Linked DNA regions of Danio rerio: region 2 is linked to region 1. The links are chromatin contacts, called in public Micro-C maps. All regions are on one chromosome and are shown on one strand. Each heading gives the region's core, a stretch centred on a gene start, on an enhancer-like site or on the middle of the called end of the contact. The rest is flanking DNA. Distances are from core to core; before and after follow the strand shown. Region 1 overlaps galnt2 (UDP-N-acetyl-alpha-D-galactosamine:polypeptide N-acetylgalactosaminyltransferase 2). Region 2 overlaps galnt2 (UDP-N-acetyl-alpha-D-galactosamine:polypeptide N-acetylgalactosaminyltransferase 2).

Region 1 (2,789 bases), core at 196-2,695:
ATATTAATGACAGCAGAACATGGGTTGCTCTACAAATATATATTTTTATTATGGCAAGAATAAAAGCAAAATAAAAGAGCACACTTACTTAAAAATAGATGTTTTTTTTTTTTTTTTTTTAGATTTAGGCCGCTCCATAATTCACACATTTCTGTCAGGCTAGTTTCCGTCCTCTATTATGCTATAAAGGCAATAATGGTCCAACATTTCTGACCATTATCACCAATAAAGCCTAGAGAAACAGGCATCAGCGTATTGTAAACCGATAGGTTAAAATATTCCTTTCAAGTTATCAAAGAAATAATTCTGTGACTTCATTATAGTTTTGTAACTACATTGTTTTAAATTCACAATTGTATATATACACATCAGTGTAAAAATCTATGACTGGTGGATAAACATATTTCTGTGCTTGTGTACCTGGCTCACTTTTGCGACAGCCTCTTGTGTTTTGTTTTTTAAACTTATCCCTCAGGTTTTTCCAAACCTTTTAACAAAAACTTTCCTTTCATGAAGATGTCTGTACAGGCGTACTTTTTCAGACAAAATCTCTTCAAAGTTTTTTAATATTCAAATCAAACATGGCGCCGCGTGCACTGTTCGCTCGAGTCTCAAAAAATGCTGTGCGCACCGGCAGCTGAAATCATGTCGTGCCCACCCAAAGCGAACATCCGCAAACTCCGCGATGACGTCACTTTCACCGTGCACACTCAAGCAAACAAGCGGACGCTTTGTGGAAACGGGCCATCTGAAACCCTTAAGCCTGGTTTATACTCTGAGTGGTACTGTACAGTACGAGTTGCTTTTAGGAACCTTTTGACAGTGAAAACGGTCATAAAAAGTACCCCGAACCGTACCGTACTGTACCACTCGATGAAAACGAGCAAAGAGTTCCCAAAGCAACCTTTCTGGAAAAGCCAAGAGTACTAAAATTCAGAGTTTGTTATCATAACATTATAATTATCAGATGCTTACTTCTTTCAGTTGCGTGACCATATCACATATGTACAAAGCTGTTCAATAAGCAGTGTAGGTGGCACTGGGATGTTTACCACTCCTCAGTGATTTCAAACTTCATTTTATTTCTGAATAAAGAACGAATATGCTTTACTGTGAATATACCAAGGCCTTGTGGCTTAATAGTAGAGTTCTGCATCATGCCAAGGCAGACACTGCTGGAAGAGGGGTGTATGAACAAAGTAAAAACAGATTTCTCTCCTCTCCTTTTCAGGTATAAAGGCTTGGACTGCTTCATCTGAAAAGACTAACATTTTTACCATCTGTCTTCTAGATCTCTGGACGTGAATTTGAAACTCTAGCCCCTACAATTAGCATCTTTGGCGTGAGTCATGCTTTGGTGTTTGCTGAAGCCAACCCCAATCTTTGCTAGTTGGCTGAGAAACTGCCTGTAAGGCTAAATGATTACATTGCGCTGGATTTACAACATCACGACTAGGTGTGGTGAACCTAAAGACAATAAAACAAAGAGCCCTAGAAGGCAGATCTCCTCCCTTATACATGAGATATAGCTGGAACAAAGACAACTGAAACAGTCGAGAACGAGCTGAAGGCTTCACTCAGCAACTGATCTCTGCTAGAGGAAATTAGATTTACAGATACCAGCAGAGGGGAGGAGCAAAACCACACATTTCAATATATTTACCTCAATAGTGTGATGCAGATTTGTTTGTCCAGATCTAGGAATATATGTCGGCGCCAATAGCCTGGTGGCTAAGTGCACCAACATATAGCACTGTGGTGCTCAGGGCAACCAGAGTTTAATTCCCGGATTAAAGTCCTTTGCCGACTTTTCCCCTTTCTCTACTCCCAATACTTTCTTTTCCAGTCTGTAACCTCCACTATCCTTACACTTTATTGTCCCGAATGAGGAAATTTGTCTTTGACTCTAGGCCCACATTTGCATACGCTGAACAGGAACAGACAGACATCAAAAAACAAATCAACACAAACATTCAATCATGAACAAGTACACATTTAAAAATCTAATTGATGTAGGTCAAAATGATTTCTTAAAACTATTATATCTGCACACAGGCAGCCTGTATCGTCAACCAGAAGGCTGCAACTCATAAAAAAATGTGTGAGGGGTCAGCTAATATTTTAAATCAATTAATCCTGAACTAATTGCTCATACAGAGATTGTAAGGATCCATATTCCCATTTCCCTAAGATTCTCATGGCTGTCTTAACCAGCTAAAGTTTAGCTTTGGATTAAACTAATGTTTCCATACCACACAGTAAATCCATAGCATATTATGCTTTCAGTCACAGCTTTGTAAATAAAAATATTACTTATTGATGGACCCCAAATATTCTGAATCTCCATAAAAAATGCAGTAGCACGAGAACAAATACAAGTAAGGCAAATTATCTATGTGTACACCCAGATAGATCTAACCCCAATTAAAAGGTGAAAAACCCATAAGAAAATTATAATAAAAAGATCTAGTAATAAACGTAAAAATCTAACATAATATAACTTCAAGAAATGTCAAAATTAAAAATGCTTTTTGATTGAAAATATTTAAGTAAGAATAAAATCAAAATACCAGGGCCATTAAAAGGAATGAGATTCCATTATCTTATACTATTACTTCTGATAAAAATATACTTCAACAAAAATGTGCATTAACATAATTATGTGCACAAGGCATTGTAGTTTATGTGCATAATTATGCAAGTGTGTAGATGATGATGTAATGACTGAAGATTAATGTAATTTACAGAGCACCTATTTTACCTAATTTTCAATATTTAACAAGTCTTAT
Region 2 (2,767 bases), core at 82-2,581, 50 kb after region 1:
TACGATGGATGTACTATGAACATTATATACAGGTTGGATAAGCTATGAGCAGATTTACAATATATGAATGTGCAGGTTGCTATTAATAATCAGTAGTGTGCACATAGATAAACATGATTACAAGTGTATATGTTACAATATATGAAAATATGTACAGGGATAGATAAACATGATTACAAGTGTATATGTAACAATATATGAATATATGTACAGGTTGCTATTAATAATCAGTACTAGATTACAAGTCTATATTTATAGTGGGTGTCTACATAATTACAAATGTCCATATGCAGTGGTTATGTACAGTTCAATAAGTAAACAGTTCAATGTGATGCAGTGAATGTGCAAGTTTTTAAATGTGCAAATGTTAAACAGTGCAGTTATTGCGAGGAGTATAAGTTAGAGGAGAGTGGGGGATGTATTGGGGGGTGGGGGGGGGGCAAAAGAGTCAGTGGGGGGCAATAATAATAATAATAAGGAGGCAATAATACCAAACCATTTTGAATACTGGCTTTGACCAACTTATTTTAGTATGATCATAAAAACATTTCAGATGTTGTACAATGTGGTCGGTACACTGATTTGTCCATTTATGCCATCCCATCATGCTTAAATTAGATTTTGTTATTACTTCAACTGTTAAAAGAAATAAACTTATTATATTTGAGGTGCATGCTGAAATTTTTTTGGTAAACGTGTTTCTATCGTAGTTTATGCAACTTTTTTCTACTTTTTTTTTTTTTAAGAGCATTTTCAAAATTTATGTGCATCCTGAAGTTTTGATCAGTGGTGGGAATCTTCAGGGATTCACGATCCAATCTGATTGCAATTCTGGGAGTCACAATCCAGCAGCATACATACATATGCTTGTCAACTCTTATTATTTTTATGTTTCTAGCTCACATCTCCACAGGCCTGTCGTGATTATATCTTAAAAAAAATTGGATTACAAACTTTAGAAGATCAATTTATAAATGCATCGTGATTTTGAATCAATTTTTCCTCTAATTCCTGTTTTGATAATGCATTTTTATGTGTTATTCCAAAATATGCACTAAAATAGGTTGTTGGTAACATGGTTAATTACAGCAACCGTTTTTTTATGCAAATTATAGAGGTTTATGCTTTTAAGTTTGTGCATTTTGAGTGCAAAGGTGTGCACAATAGCTTCATACAGCTTTTAATCAGCAGCTTTGTAACGTCTTCCGCTGACATGATGATACATCACTGGAGGCTATTCCAAAACCCGAGCTCATTAAAAATCACATGGCTGTTGTTTGATTGGTCTGTGGCACTCTCCGAGATGCCAAGACGGCAAACAGCCTGGAAGCGCTTGGCTAAGAAAACCTCATCTTCAACACGCTCTTGCCCTTGGCAATATGCTCAGTGTTTTCCCATTAGTGTATATGTCTCGAAACATGAAGAACCGGGCCCTTGCATATTGTTTAAACAACTCTGCTTCGCTCAGCGCTCATAGACTATCTTTGTTTAATCTATGTGGGAAACGTGCCATGATATTTCAAGCACAAGCTGACAGGCAGATGTGTCTGTGTAGACATGAAGCGGATGTTCAGTCTTGAGATGTGTTACTGGTTTCCACTGAACAGTGACCGTGGAGGGAAAAAAAATCTACTGTATAGGATTTCAAAATGACAGCAATTAAATGCTATTTTGTTCAGCAAATATATGTTATGACGAAAAATTCATAGCATTGGTATATCTATGATAACTTATAAAGTCCATGAATAAATAGATTTAGTAATTATTTGAGTATTAAACACTCTTAAATGTAAAGATTCTGCAGTGGAATAGATGGCTTGGTTTAAAAAATATGCATTACTTTTATGTATTATTCAGTATTATTATTTTTTGTTATTTCTCATGCAATACAACTACTTTGGATTTCTCATGGTTAATTATTGTGATCTCCCTACTGCAACAGAGAAATACTGGGAAATCTCTCTAGTCTGATTGCATTTTATGTCGTTCAGCCTTATAATCTTAAAATGTGAGCAAAATCCTTTGTTTTGCCATCACTTTAGACATTACGCTAGAGAATCCTTCAAATACTAGATCTAAAGTGATAATGACGTCTTCTGTTCTGAAGTCAGCTGCAAATGTGAATAAATGGCGGAAGAAAGTAATTCCATAAACAAAAGGATTTTTAAACTCTCCATGAGAATTTTCTTAATTATATGCACGATTATGCCTGATTATGTTGTATAAACGCAATATCACAATCTTAGAAGTGTGATTAGGCTGTATATTGTCACTGGTGGGACACCAAGGCACTCGACTGGTGGCCTTGTGCTAGCGCACACCTCCAACCAGTGCCGATATACAGCCATATCGCACTGCTACGCGTGTAATATTTCGCATCTATCACGCAGGAAAATAGTCGCAAAATAAGATTCTTAATATTGTGCAGCCCTGCTACAAACCAAAAAACAAGCCTATAATAATGATAATAATAATAACAACAATAATAATAATAATAATAATAATAATAATAACAACAACATGAACAAATGAAAAAGACAAAAAGAAGTACAAAATAAAAAAAAAAGAAGAAAATTTGAACAGGTCTTGTGGCTATATAGATTCATGAACGGTGAAAAGACAACGTCAAAATATGCCAATAAATAAATCTCAGATTTTAATAAGTGAATATGTTTTGAATCATGACAATGACTAATAGCATCCCTAAATGACATCATTATTTCAGCCATCATTTACAGCAGCTCTAAGAGCATGGACAGTGAAATCA

What was found. A called contact is a pair of places that touch in the nucleus more often than the background predicts.
Region 2: a contact with region 1 is called in a Micro-C map of caudal fin, with 1.6 times the contacts expected there. The contact joins two enhancer-like sites. A contact is called at or near these places in 2 of 18 Hi-C or Micro-C datasets (caudal fin and an unstated tissue).

The regions. Positions count from the first base shown.
Region 1 is chr13:27,339,671-27,342,459 of GRCz12tu, forward strand. All of the region lies in intron 1 of galnt2 (UDP-N-acetyl-alpha-D-galactosamine:polypeptide N-acetylgalactosaminyltransferase 2), which reads right to left. Among named protein-coding and RNA genes, the nearest start is that of galnt2, 64 kb to the right of the region's middle. Within about 2 kb of position 1,446, at least 4 of the 62 cell types and tissues checked have an H3K27ac peak or open chromatin away from gene starts, as enhancers often do. A contact at or near this core is called in caudal fin, where this site is marked.
Region 2 is chr13:27,389,285-27,392,051 of GRCz12tu, forward strand. The region is part of intron 1 of galnt2 (UDP-N-acetyl-alpha-D-galactosamine:polypeptide N-acetylgalactosaminyltransferase 2); the gene reads right to left. Among named protein-coding and RNA genes, the nearest start is that of galnt2, 15 kb to the right of the region's middle. Within about 2 kb of position 1,332, at least 1 of the 62 cell types and tissues checked has an H3K27ac peak or open chromatin away from gene starts, as enhancers often do. A contact at or near this core is called in caudal fin, where this site is marked.